Linked DNA regions of Capra hircus: region 1 is linked to region 2. A link is a contact called in public Hi-C data. All regions are on one chromosome and are shown on one strand. The core of a region is the stretch at or near the end of the contact, and the rest is flanking DNA. Distances in the headings are between cores, read along the strand shown. Region 1 overlaps SCARA5 (scavenger receptor class A member 5). Region 2 holds the start of SCARA5 (scavenger receptor class A member 5).

Evidence for each region. Hi-C and Micro-C count contacts between places; a contact is called where the count stands out from the background.
Region 1: a contact with region 2 is called in a Hi-C map of blood, with 5 times the contacts expected there. The contact joins the enhancer-like site here to the promoter of SCARA5 in region 2. A contact is called at or near these places in 3 of 5 Hi-C or Micro-C datasets (blood and liver).

Annotation. Positions count from the first base shown.
Region 1 is chr8:10,783,668-10,791,222 of ARS1.2, forward strand. It overlaps SCARA5 (scavenger receptor class A member 5), which reads left to right. Exons shown (of 9, transcript XM_018051873.1): 9 at 228-2,328. The coding sequence ends at 364. Among named protein-coding and RNA genes, the nearest start is that of PBK, 22 kb to the right of the region's middle. Within about 2 kb of position 4,099, at least 1 of the 5 cell types and tissues checked has an H3K27ac peak or open chromatin away from gene starts, as enhancers often do.
Region 2 is chr8:10,650,251-10,657,242 of ARS1.2, forward strand. It overlaps SCARA5 (scavenger receptor class A member 5), which reads left to right and starts at 1,698. Exons shown (of 9, transcript XM_018051873.1): 1 at 1,698-2,048; 2 at 6,055-6,175. The coding sequence starts at 6,061.

The DNA.
Region 1 (7,555 bases), core at 2,849-5,348, 140 kb after region 2:
CTTTACCACTGAGCCACCAGGGAAACCCATCCTCACTGTCCGGTATTGTTATTCTGCTTTCCAGAAACTGAGCCTAGAGAAGATGCATTGGTCTTGGTGGAGCGGAGAAGGCAGGGGAACCACTCGACTAGAGAACTGGCAGCAGAGCTCGGGGCAGACGGCAGTGCTCCCGTCTGTCCTGCGCTCCTGCGTCTCTGCTAAGACATCGTGTCCGCTTGTCTCCACAGGTACAGGGAGAATTTGGATGGACGATGTTGCCTGCAAGGGCACCGAGGAAAGCATCTTCCGCTGCAGCTTCTCCAAGTGGGGGGTGACAAACTGCGGGCACGCCGAGGATGCCGGCGTGACGTGCAAGAGACACTAACAGTGGGCCCAGCCCGAGGTTGGGCCCAGCTGCCGAGCCTCCTTCCTGCATTCCTGGGGTGGGGGCAATGAACGCCTCTGCCCTCTGCGCCCAGCCCGGCACCCCCAGACCCCTGTAATTCCCATCCCAGGACCATGGTGACCTGTCACCCTCCTCCTCTTGGACATCTATTCCAAAGCACAACTCTGGGATCCACTGCCTGTCTCTCCCTTCCACCACGGTTCCTGCATGGAGCCCTGGTCGACTGGATCTCCTTTTTCCGGAGTCTTCTAAACACTGTGCCTTCAGGGCCACCTGTCCGTGTTCTCTGTGATCTGTGAGTTACAGATGGGTCCTGGCCACCAGTGTAGCAGTGAGGATGGGCAGGAGGCGTCCCAGGTCGATTACTCTGCAGGTCATTCCCAAACCTCAGGCCAAGAGTTTTGACCAGCAAGAGACGATACTGAGTGATTCGCCTCCCCCCCTTCACTCTGCCTCTGCACAGCGTTTGTTAGTTCGGGAAAGTGACATAGAGGAGGGGCGGCTCTAGGAGTGAGAGGGAGATGCCAGCCTCCTGCAGGAACCAGTCTGGAGTCCGAGAAGGCAAGTGAAAGGAACATTTACTGAGTGACTGCCACGTGTGCTACGTAGTATCTCGGGTGCTCAATTCATGTATCACTTTGCAGCTCTCCTGCAAGTCATGCTGGCTTGGGTACCACTTGACCTCCAGGTAGCACTCAACTGACCCATTCACCTAGCCTAGCAGTCAGATGGAGAATGAGACCATTGTTTCGACCTGAACTCTCATTACGTCTTTGCTTAGATTCAAGCAAGAAGCTGGCGTGCAGCACAAGTGTGGCTAGAAGATGACATACTCCAAATCCCATAGGGTGTAAGTTCAAGGTTGGATGTAACTGGCTTCCAAGGCGGCCATCCGCATAGGAGGATGGATTTGGAGGGTGACATGGGAGCTCTCTGGGTTAAACCAAGGCCAACCCTCAGTCATCTGGCAATCAGGGTTAAAGCCACGTTGCCTGTGTCTCAGAGCTGTCTGGAGGCGATGATACAGAACCTTCCAGGCCTCTTTGGGTGTCATCCTGTGGTCAAGAAAACACATGTCCTGATGGAGCCTATTAAGACTGAAAGGAAGTGCGGATTCCCTACTACATCCCGGGGGAGAGGAGGCTGTGGGCCTCTGGGAGCCCCAAGTCTGCACCCCTTTCCTAGTGATGGGGAGATCAGAGTCTGCTTTTGACATGAGGAGGAGGTCATGCTGGGCATTTCTGTGTTCCAGGCCTGGGGAGCTTCATGATAGCGCGTGAGCATAGGCCCACCGACCCTGGGGGAGTCACAGACTCAGACACGCCTCAGATACACAATCACCTGTCCTACCTGGTAAGCATCGCCTGCCCGGGGAAAGCGATGGCTGGGACCCTCTGGGGATGAGACCAGCAAAGCTCCTGGCTGACAACTAAACCAGTACATGCTATTGGTTGCTCTTTACTTATGATATGCTTATTATCTGCTATGTCTACATAACGTGCATGTACTCATGCATCTTTTTCCAGAGCCAATATATGTGTGCAGATATGGACACGGCCCTCTTTACTACATAGCTCAGTACATCGCAAATTTGCATTTAAAAAAAGGAACATACTCAAGGTGGAAGAAGGTCACATTAAGTGAAATAAGTCCCCAAGTCTGTTCTGACAAAGAATCCAGCTATCCCACCAAGGAAGACCCATGTAACTTTCTTACCTGGTCTTTTCATTCGGGAAAACATAAGTCTTGCTTTACATCAGTGAAAAACCATGGTGATATGTGTTCGAACTTTAAAAGCAAAGTCTACTAGTTTACATTCCTACTTAAAAGGACGTGGAAATAGCCATGATCCTGTATTTCAGGGACTAAAGGAAATTAGGCCAGGCCTAAAATACATCAGACCTTTTGTAAGAATTTCAATAAAGCTGAAAACACGATGCTAACAAGTTTCCCTCACATTCTTTCTCATGGAAAACTCGGTGAGCATGGGAAGGGGGTGGTCAAAAATTGGATAGGTCTGATCATTTTTCAGCAGGAATTGGTAGAATGGACAGCTTATGAGAAGCTGCCTTAATACTTCCAGAGGATGATAAACAGTCTAGAGCAAGAACTTGATGGCATATGAAGTCTTAAGCCCTATTAGGTAACCTAAGGAAAGGATCTCAAGCAAACGAATGATAATTAAGATCCAGCTTATAAGAGAATTGCTTTTGTATTCACGAAAGGAAAGGCCACTTGTCAATTTACTCACTTCTACAGAGCTATTAGCAGACAGTAAAGAACCTCCCTGCAATGCAGGAGACCCAAGTTCTATCCCTGGGACAAGAAGATCCCCTGGAGTAGGAAATGGCAACCCACTCCAGTATTCTTGCCTGGGGAATTCCATGGACAGAGGAGCCGGGTGGGGTCACAGAGTCAAACATGACTGCATTCTTACTTGAGGAGGTGCTTTCATCCAGAGTTCCATTCACACAGAGAAGACCACCCAAGGTCTGTGAACCCACCGGGCCTCATCACCCAGTGAGAGGCAGGAGCCCCCAGGCCCAGGACCCGGGCAATGTGTGGGGTGACCCGGGTCACTGGATAGTCCCGGTCACACGCTCATAGCTGCACCTCTGGGAGAACCTCTTGGCCCCAGGCTGGCTGTGGGCCCTAATAATTTGCCAAAGGAGGTCAAAAAATAGACTTTCTGGAAACACACCAGAGGCATTGTGGTTTCCTCTAAAAAGCTGGGTGATGCCCACCCCCAAAGCACTGTGGCTCCCACTCTATATTCAGGCCGTGTGGCGAAGGGGACTTCTCCCCTCTAATGTCTACAAGGCCCCATGTTTCCCTGGTCTCAAATACCCGAGGACCCATGGTGCCTGTGTGGGTTGTAGTCAAGCCGACAGCTATGGTGGGTTTGAGTCACAGAAGAAGTTACAGCACTCTGCACCATAGCCACCTGGTGGCTTCTTCAGCCTCATTGTTTCCTGATGGGTATTCTGACATTTCCATGAGATGTCAACTGTGTGAAGCCCCTGTCTTTCTCTTCTTGGAACAGCTCTCCCTCAGCCTTCCACTTAACACCTTTCCCATCCCTCCTTTTCTCTTCTCCTGCACCTTTCGATGCTGGGAGCTGAGGTGAGTTCTGACTGAGGGGAGCTTTGTCACTGAATACTCCACCAGCTCACCCCCCAGCTGGAACAGGCTAAGGAGTTTTCCAGGAGGACTCTTGGTCCCCTAGGGTAGTGGTCTCCAATCTTTTCAGCACCAGGGATCAGTTTTGTGGAAGACAATTTTTCCATGGACTGGGTGGTGGGGGGAGGAGGTTTCAGGATGATTCAAGTGCATGACCTTTATTGTGCACTTTATCTGTATTATTATTACCTTGTGATATATAATGAAATATATACAGCTCACCATCTTGCAGAATCAGTGGGAGCCCTGAGCTTGTTTCCCTGCAAATGGATGGTCCCATCTGGGGGTGAGGCAGTGGCAGCCGCTCCCCATTGCTAACACCACCACCTCAGACTGTCAAGCATTCGATTCTTACAAGGAACGTGCAACCTGTATCCCTCCCTTGCATAGTTCACAGTACACCTTGAGTGCCTACAGAATCTGACGCCTCTGCTGATCTGACAGGAGGTGGAGCTCAGGCGGTAATGCGAGCAATGGGGAGCCGCTGTAAAACCAGATGAAGCTTCTCTCGCTCACCCACCGCTCACCTCCAGCTGTGCGGCCTGGTTCCTGACAGCCACCCGCCAGTATCCGCCTGTGGCTCTGGGGACTGGGGACCCCTGCCCTACATGGGGACCTCCCACCCCAGCTGGAGGGAACTTGAACAGCTCTCACTGTGAGCTCTGCTGCCAGTGCTTTCCTCAGAAATTGTTCTACCCGCCTCCCAGGGTTCACACAGATTCAGCAGACAATGCGAGGGAACCCTGTGCACTTTTCTGGAACTTTCTTTACGTGGCTCCCTAGTCTCAGATGCTGTGCCCAGCAAATTCCAGCCACCTTGGCCTTCCCAGCCTCCAGTCTCTGTCTCCTCACCTCATCAAGTTTTGGCAGAGAGCCTAGGCCAGTGCAGGCTGACCTCATGGGCTGTCTTTTTCTCAAGGAGCACAGACTTGTGCTATTGAGGTCTAAGGTCTAAAGATATTTTGTCCAGTATTTTGACTCCCTAAGTCGTGTCTGGCTCTTTGCGATCTCATGAACTGTAGCTGGTCAGGCTCCTTTGTCCGTATGATTTCTCAGGCTAGAATACTGGAGCGGGTTTCCATTGCTTTCTCCAGGGGATCTTCCACACCCAGGAATTGAACCCAGGTCTCCTGAGGTGCAGGTAGTCTCCTGCATTACAGGCAGATTCTTTACCACTGGTGCTTCCTGGATCCAAGTCTTATTTTCACAAATTACTAGATGAACTTCCAGCTTTCAGGACCATCACCTATAACTCAGAGTATCCTACACACCTAATGTTACAAATATTTTTCAAGAATATGTTAAATTAAAAGTGTTTTAAAAATCTAAAGCGTTATGTAAATTGTTTTTGTTCAGTCACTAAGTTGTGTCTGACTCTTTGCAGCCCCATGGACTGTAGTACTGCAGGCTTCCCTGTCCTCCACTATCTCCCAGAGTTTGCTCAAATTCATGTTCATTGAGATGCTATCCAACCATCTCATCCTCTGTCGCCTCCTCCTCCTTTTGCCTTCAATGTCCCCCAGCATCAGGGTCTTTTCCAATGAGTTGCCTCTTCGAATTAGGTGGTCTAACATGGAAGACTTTGACCTTTGGTTTACTGGAAAGATGGTCATTATAATTTAAAATTTTAAGAATTGATCAAGACAAGACAAATACCTTAATAAATAAATTCTGGGACCAAAATAAAGTATAGTTCATTATAGTATCATATTGTCAGAGTATCTGCCACAGATTTATCTGAATTGTCAAGGAAACACAGAATCTGGGCTTTTAAAAAATCACTCTGTGGGAGTCTGCTCATGAGACAGAAGGGCCTCTAAGTCCAGTTCTTTTCTGGAAGGGCAGACAATGAAGTGTCCGTGATGTGAACAGCTTCAAAATACATTTTGCAGCCCATTTCTCCAGTTTTACTGGGTAACAGGCCAGAGCGTACAGGAACTTGAAGGGCAGAACAGACAGGAGAAATGGGAATAAAAACTTTCTGTAGTTCCCACCGCTCCAGAAAGCCCACTGTTAGCTCTCTGGTGACATCTGCAGGCTAACAAGAGAATGACACATTTGAAAGCCTTCCAGGAAGAATACTCCCTCTAGGGTCAAATCAACCAGGTAATTCTAAAGCTGAGTCTAACGTGCATAGGAATCACCTGGGGATTTGGTTCAAACTCAGATTCTTATTTAGTAGGTCTGATTTGGACCCGAGATTCTGAAGGTCTATTTCCTGGGTGATGCCCAAGGCTGCCTGGCCACCTCACCTGATTGAATGTCAGAGTTGGGAAGGGTATCAAAAGTCATCTGTTCAACCTCCTTATTTGACAGGTGAGGAGGCATGAGAACAAGGGGAGAAGGCAGGCACCCCCACAAATATAAGTAATGTAGGATGTTTCATTTCTCTCAGTCTGCCTTCCATGTCTATAGTAATAAACTACATGAGCTCAGAAAGGTTTTCCAGCTCTTATGCTTAGTGATGACATTACTTGCTCAAGGCCACAGGTCTTTGCCTCTTCCGACAAGCTCAAGAGATCAGGTTGGATGGCAGAGGCCCCTGAAGATTAATCCAATTACCAAGTGCCTTGGGCATAAAAAAATGGCTGTTTTGTACAATTGAATGATTTTTTTTTTCCTGTTTCTCCTTGACTTCCTTGTGCTCCTGGCTGGGAAAGTAACTGGTTCTAGATGAAGTAGAAGATCTTCCTGGTTTCCAAATGAAAGTGATATTTTCCAGATGGTAAGAGACCAGTCCAGATTGCAGACGGGGAGTCCAGGGTCAGAAATCACAGAAATTCTTCCCCTGTCATCTCTAGCTGCAGTTACAAAGAAAGGGCACCTCCCAAAACAATCGCTTCGGCACGTCACCCACCAGGTTACAGCAGGGTTACCTCAAGCCTGAGCCTCCCGTTCCCCACTGTACCCACCTCTCCAGGTTCTGTGGAATCCCCCTCCCACCCTCACCCGATGTCACAGTTGCTCCCTGCAGCTGTGCTGTGGGAAAAACAAACAGGACTGTAGATTTTTAATTCAAGGACCTTTAGAGACAAATCCAGCTGACTCTGAACAACATTAGGTATCCTTGATCCAAGTTTTGGAGTGAATTACCTTGAAAGAAACAAAAAACAAAAAACAGCTGACACTGCATTTTACAATTCAAGGCCTTAGAGTAAATTACCCCCAAACCACGATTAATTGGCAGAATATGAAAATAAGTGCTGACTCATGGAATTCATTAACATTACCATTTAAAGTAGTAGTTCAGCTATATGAAATTAGAAATGCAAGAATTGGATGGACACTTGTGTGTATGCTCTGGCATGGAGCAGTGGAAAATTCCCTGAATTGGGAAGCAGAAGATAGGGGATTTATTTCTGAATCTGCCACTTACTAGATATATGTCCTTGGGCAAGGTATGTAGCCTCTTTGGGACCCAAATTCCTACATTTGTAAGATGAAAGGACTGTGTTAGATATTCTCTCAGTTCCCTTCCAGCTCTGATTTTTTTCGACCTCAAAATCTGTATGCTTGCTTGCTTGCTAAGTCGCTTTAGTCGTGTCTGACTCTTCTCAACTCTATGGCTTCACAACCCTAGCCCGCCAGGCTCCTCCGTCCATGGGATTCTTCAGGCAAGAATACTGGAGTGAGTTGCCATGCCCTCCTCCAGGGCATCTTCCCAACCCAGGGATTGAACCCACGTCTCTTACATCTCCTGCACTGCAGTCGGATTCTTTACCACTGAGCCACAGAGGAAGCCCCCAAGCCTGTAAAGGTTTCACAAATTCTACGAAGACGAATGCCAGCAAGGGCTCTCTTACACCTTCATGTCACACACAGAACTGTCTCTCCTGCTCAGGAACTGTATACAGTCATCCCTCAGTATCCACAGGGAATTAGTTCTAGGATCTCCCATGGAGACCAAAATCCAAGAATGCTCAAGTAGCTTATATTAAATGGTGTAATATTTGCATGTTCACATCCTCCCAGATATTATAAGTCATCTCT
Region 2 (6,992 bases), core at 448-2,947:
GATCGAGCTCTGGCACTTGCAGACAAATCACCTATTTCCTCTGTCTCTATAAAATGGGAATAATAGCAGTGCCTGGGCTTCCCTGGTGGTTTACTGGTAAAGAATCTGCCTGCAATGCCAGTGATGCTGGTTTGATCCCTGCGGAAGGGAAGAGTCCCTGGAGAAGAAATGGCAACCCACTGGAAATGGCACTCCAGTATTCTTGCCTGGAGAATTCCACAGACAGAGGAGCCTTGTGGGCTACAGTCCATGGGATTGCAAGCATCGAACATGACTTAGTGGCTAAACCACCAGCAATAGCAGTGCCTACCTGACAGGGTTGCCATCAAGGTTAAATGAGTTAATATATGAAAAGCACTTGGAATTGCCTGGCACAGGGAACATGTGATGAAATGTTTTCCTCTCACTTCCCCTTTCGCCTCCTCCTCCTCCTCTTTCTCCCCATCCTCTCCCCTCCTCCCTCTTCCTTATCCTCCAATTATAATTATCATCATCATTACGATATAATTACTGCTTTTTCCAGTAAAACGGAGCCTCGGAGCCCCACACTGTAGCTCCCTCCCAGGGACGGTCAAGAGGCAGTTACTGACAGTGACTAAGACTTCTGTGACTCAGCTGTGGTTTGGTGGGATGGGGGGTAGAGCTGAGCCCTGGCAGACTGTTCTCAGGTACAAGGTCTGACGCTCCAGTGCTAAGGCTGAATTTGTAACCAAGAAACAGGCATATGTTTATGAACGTGACCTTCAGCGCTCTGTCTCTGGGGTGGGAGGTGGGGGAAGGGCCACACATACAAACTGACCATGTACCATGGTTCAGATTGTTTTCAGAATTTCTCTGATGCTTCTCCCATCACCATCTCAACCTGAATGAAGGTAATCACCCCCTCAACATTTTGGTGAGAGCTCCTGTTTTTACACATTGAATATAGCTATGCTGAGGTTTACAGGTGTGTGGTCAGACGCTCAGTTGTGTCCCACTCTTTGTGACCCATGGACTGTAGCCTGCCAGGCTCCTCTTTCCATGGGATTCTCCAGGCAAGAATACTAGAGTGGGGTGCCATGCCCTCCTGCAGGGGATCTTTCCAACCCAGGGATCAAGCCTGTGTCTCTTATGTCTCCTAGGTTCCTTACCACTAGCGCCACAGTTATCTGTGTCCAAGCCTGCCTCTCAGCCTGGGTTGCGACCCCCTAAGGACAGCAGCCTCCTCTCACTCACCCCTGTAGCCTAACCCTTGTACAACGTCGGGGCTCCAGAAACCCTGGCTTCCTTGATGAATTGCATTGAACCTGACTTTGGGAAGTTCCTTCAGCACCCTCAGAGTCCTCTTCTGAATCTCCCTGGTGTGGGCAATCTGTGTCCCTTACGGGTAGATACGCCTCCAAGAAAACACAGAACGTAGTAATTCTACCCCAAGTTTGGTGAATGAACTGAGCAATGCCAATTCTGTCCTATAAATAAATTTACAAGGCTGGGTTCCTTGCGCAGCTCCTAAGCCAGGTCTAGCTGCCATTCCGCTAGAAGCTTTCCAAAAAGTATCTTGAGCAGAGCCTTTAGAACAGGAGGGTGGAGTCCCAAGACCAAGACGCAGCAGGCATGCCTGTGTGAAGCTGTAATGCTGAGATTGGCCACTAGAGGGAGGATGCGTTCTCGGCCCCAGGGGAGCCTCGCAGTTGCTCCAAGAACTTTATAAAGCCTGGCGGCCAGTGCAGCTGCAGTTCACAGCTCAGTCAGTACCTAGCGGAGCCGCTGGTGCCTCCACAGAACATCTCGAGCGCTGCCCAAGGCTGAACGAGGCCAGACACCAAGACAGGGACTCCCACCTGGGCACAAGGTTGAGTCTTGCCTTCTGATCCTCCTGGAGAAGTGACCCCCGAGACCCTGGGCACCGGGCAGTCTCTATGACTCCGTCTGGATTCGGCTGGCTGTGGGGACAAGCTCTGAGGGGCTGCCTGGGTCTCAGGGTGGGGGCAGTGGCCAGCTCTCCAGCCACCATGGCAAATGCCAGGAACTGAGGGGACAGGTTCTGCAGCTTCACTGGGGGCACTCAGGTGAGTCTGGGCACTGACTGTCCTAGCACCTGGGCATGGCTTCCTAAAGGCAGCCGGAGGTCACAGGGCACAGGTTTGGGCATCGCGGGGAGGTGCAGGTCCTGGGAGGGGAGGTCATTACTGTCAACCTGGGGGATCTGCCGGATTTTCATCCATCTGTCTGGGCTGGTGAGTGTGGGCATTTGGGAGCCAGAGAAAGTGATCGCCTTAGTGGCAACTCTGCCATCCATCTGTCTGGGCTGGTGAGTGTGGGCATTTGGGAGCCAGAGAAAGTGATCGCCTTAGTGGCAACTCTGCCTGGCTTGTGTCAGAGCTCCAGAGCCTCTTCAGGGAGCAGATGGTACAGGTGACAGTCTCTCCACGCGTGTGGTGAATGTGTGTGCATGCGTGTGCCTGTGGGTGTGCCCAGCAGTGGAACGTAGGAAGGCAGAGCTTGTTTATAAACCATCTGCACCTCTCTAGTTCTGAGTGATGCTTCAGACGATCTGAGTACAGTTAGAGGAGGAAAGGGCTCAAAGCCTCCTTAGCAAGGTCCAGAGAGGACCTTGTTCACGGTGATCCCTATCTGATTTTGAGGAGTTACGAGCCCTGTAGCGTTAAATGCTGGAACCCAGCAAGGCTGGGGCCACCACCCCTCTGCAGGAAGAACTGATTGAGTCCTGCTGCTGCCTGGAGGGGGGCTTTGAGAATCAAGGTACGGCTCTCAGGTCTGGTCTGCATTCACGATTGCTTTCGCAAAGGGGTCCAAATGGGATTGTTTCTGGGACTAGCTAGGTGGGAGGGAGGCCGAGGGAATCCAGAGACCCCTGTGCCAGGCTGCTTGGCAGGATCAGAAGATGCTGGGGGGCCGTGGGTGGTTACCAGGCTCCACCACCATCTCCCTACCTGCCCCATCCATACAGCCCTCCCATGTGCCCTGATCCACGTGAGACTCACAGAGACCTTGTAGCTGGGAGGTGTGTCCTCCCCATCGCAAAGGCTGAGGCTGGATGTGTTAGCTGACAGACCGAGCTCCCCGGGGATAAGATGTGGCGCCAGCTTGGGACCCCATGTCCTCTGAGCCCCCGCTCCCCACAGGTCACTTTGGTGTCTACACCCTGCCTGGGTTTCCATGGCACTGGCCCCCTCCCTTCCAGCTCTCTTAGCTCCAGGGTCCCCACCTGGCCCTCTTCCCTGCATCACTGTGGGACCAAAAGGTGGCCTCTGAAAGGGACATGCATCCTGGCCAGAGCAGCCTCGTGCGGAGCCAATGCCCTGGGTGGGGTTAAATGCTGGAGGACCTCCTCTCTGACATTCTTCAGTTCCTGCTCCTCTGGGCTTCACTTGGCTTATCTTTAGAATGGGAAAAACGGACCAATGCCACCTGCCCCCTTGCAGTGCCCCTGGGAGGTGGGGAGCTCCAGATGGCGAGGATCTGTATGGTGTGGGAGGAACATACTCCAGGTCATGCTCCAGGGGTGGAGGTGGAGGGTGGAGGCTTTGCTCTATCATCACCACACTTGGCAGTCAGTTGCTCAGACTTGGTCCAAAGGCTATACAACCAATGATTGGAAGGTCTAAATTCCTGCCCCCTATTCCTCAAGAAAGAAAAACAGCACCAAATAAAACCTGGGGCAGACAGAAAGCTCTTAGGTTTCATTCCCCAGTAACACACATTAGCAGAGTCGGCTGAGCACTTCCCATCTCAGCGTGCTCACATCTGGCCCCTCTCCCTCTCCCCCGCCCCCAGGCTCCAGCTCCACCAGCTGAGGGGTGGGGAGGGGGTGCTGGGAGGGGCCCGACAGACACATTCCAGATAAGGAGCCCCGCCTTCCAGCTCTGGTCCAGGAGCTGATGGGCAGAGAGAGAAGGCGGAAAGGCAGATGGGGAAACTGGAGCAAGCCCAGCTCTGCATCTCCTCCCCTGGCACTCGGTGCCCCCACAGGCTCTGGGCAGCAGCTGCTGTTGCCTTTGGCAGAGAGCGGGTTCCCCCTCTCAGAGGAGACACTGGCCTCCTGCTTCCCCGCTCCCCAGGACTGAGGCCAGAGGGTGGGGTGCCGCACAGAGCACTCGTGAAATGAGGGCGTGTCCTCTGTAGCTTAGCAGCAGTGGAGCAGCCTGGGGCCCCACCTCGAGGCCCTCCCTGGGTGGAGGACTTGGACGAATGACTGGTGTGGAGGAAGGGCCCACAGGGTCTAGGAACACCCTGAGTGGGCAGGTGCATACAGGCGTAGGTGTGTACACGTGTGCGAGGCATGTGGCTTCTCATCACTGGAGGTCAAAAGCAGACACCTCATCTGTCCCTCCAGGGCCAGTGGAAAGACAGGTGGATGGCCACTGTAGGCTCTGGCCTCCTCTTAGCCCTGAGGTCATAGGTCCCTGGAAAGAAAGGTCAGGTTACGAAAATAGGGGATTTGTGTTTGCTGCATCTGGCAGAGGGATCTAGCCAGCCTCTTCCTTTACTGTCCCCGTTTACTGGAATGGGGGTTGCCTCTTCCCTTCAGTCAGTGGCCGGTGTCCCCTTCCGGCCACCTGCCAGGCCCTACCCCCTCTCCCAGTCGGCTCTCTGGTCCTCAGGGTCGAGTTGGCTCCATGCTGGGCCTAGGACCCACCCCCACCCCCCCTGCCCCCTGCCATCCTCCCAGGGCACTTATCTTCCAAAGAATTCACTCTTTAAAAGTGGATTTTTGGGTTCAATATCCACATAGCTATGGGCTTTCCTGGTGACTCAGTGGTTAAGAATCTACCTTCAAAGCAGGAGACCTGGGTTTGATCCCTGGGTTGGGACTATCCCCTGGTAGAGGGCATGGCTGCCTGCTCTGGTATTCTTGCCTGGAGAATTCCATGTACAGGTGAACCTAGTGGGCTACAGTCCATGGGGATGCAAACAGTTGGACACAGCTTAGTGACTAAACAGTAACAATCTACAGAAAGAGTATCAGAACTGAAAGTCAACATAAACTAATGACTGGAAATGAGCTAAAAGCAGAGAGTCATTTGTGAAATCACTGAGCGTCTATGCAGGAAAAGGATATCCAGTATTTTATGTAAATAAACACTTTGTGATCCAGCCCCACAAATGAATTCTTCTGATTATACAAAGAACGCAAACATATCGTAGAAAACCCCCAAAACACAGAAAACAAAACTAAGCGCAAATCCCCACAAGCCCCACCAGATTCCTGTAACACGTCTCACCCGGAGAAGCCCAGAACATCTCCGCATATAATCTCCCGTCGTGCACTCTGGAATGTGTAGACACTGCAAAATGGAATCGTGTGGTGCACGCTTGTGTAAACGGGGCTGGGTCATTTCAAACAGCGTGGCACTTCCCCATGTCGAGGGGGCATTCCGGGAATTCCACGGGGTCAACTCCAAGCCCCAGCCACCCAGGAGACCATCCGGACAGCAGAGCCCTCTCCTGGTCTAGGGCTGTACAGGCCTTGGTGTCTAGGGGACCCCACCAAGGCCTCCTGCTCCCCAGGCTCCCATGGGGGTCAGTCCTGCCTGTGGCCCCCTGAACCCAGCTCCTCTGACCATGCCAGCCAAGTTTGGGAACAGTTCTGGTTCTAGCTATGTTGGCTGGTGGTCTCTATACTCTGTTTCATGCCTAGTTCCCCCCCATTTCCAACACAGAGCAGAATCCCCAGTCACCCTACCGTGCCCAGGACTCCAGAAGCTTGGAGAGTATTCTGTTTGGGTCAGGAGGTTTGGCTCCTTCCGGCCCCACCTGGCATGGCCCCTGGTGCCCTCCCCCGCCAGCTCAGGGCTCCAGCCCCACCCAGAGATATGAGAGGGAGAGGATAGATAGATCAGAAAGGTCCCCAGGACCGTGACCGCTCCAAGCCAAGGAAATTGAGGAAGGGATTGGGATCCTGGTGGCTGACGCCTACCGATGAGGAAGGGTCCCTGTGTTCAGGCTCGAGGTCGTCATGGTGATGCCTTGCTCTACAGATTTATTTCCATCTCCAACTACAGCTTTTACTCTCCCCCACCCCCATATCTGCTCTCTCCTCTCCTGTTGCAGGACGCGATGGAGAACAAAGCCATGTACCTGCACGCCACCGTGAGCGACCGCGACTCCAGCTCCATCTTTGAGGAGCCCTTTGATGGCAGGAGCTTGTCCAAGCTGAACCTGTGTGAGGATGGTGAGTGCCGTGGGCTCGGTCTTGGCTGTGAGGTCAGCCCTGACCACCCCTACCCTCCTACCCCACCCCACACCGCCACCTAATACTGCATAGGTTGAACTTTGTGCTTGGAAAGGTCTTTTCTCATTCATGCATCTCAACACACCTATGTGACCACAAAATGAGACCCATTTCACAGATGAGCTAGTGGACTCTGAGAAAAGCATTTGGCATCACACAGCTCGGGCTTCCCTGGTGGCCCAGGGTTAAAAAACCCTCCTACCAATGTAGGAGACCCAAGTTTGATCCCTGGGCCAGGAAGATCCCCTGGAGAAGGGACTGGCAACTCACTCCAGTATTCCTTTTTTTTTAAGAAATCAAATAATGAATGGTGTCACCTTTAGTGGTAAAATAAGGAAACAGCAAAATACAACAGCAAAGATAGAGTTTCACATCATAATGGTAATTTCCCTTAACATAAATAACAAACCACAGGCCATCCAACTTGGCAAAAGGAAAGTATGGGTTATTACTCAACCATTTTAGATTTAAATTTGTTACTACTGTACACTGCTGCACACTAATGTTGATTGATCCTGATACATTCTTTGGTAGTGCTGAGGTTTTTGTATTTTTTTTTTCATGGTAAGACTTTTTCTGCTGTTATAGAACCCATCACTCAGTCATGTCCGACTCCTTGCAACCCCATGGAATGTAGCCTACCAGCCTCCTCCGTCCATGGGATTTTCCAGGCAAGTGTACTGGAGTGGACTGCCATTTCCTTCTCCTCACTCCAGTATTCTTGCCTGGAGAGTCCCCTTGGTCAGAAGAGCCTGGT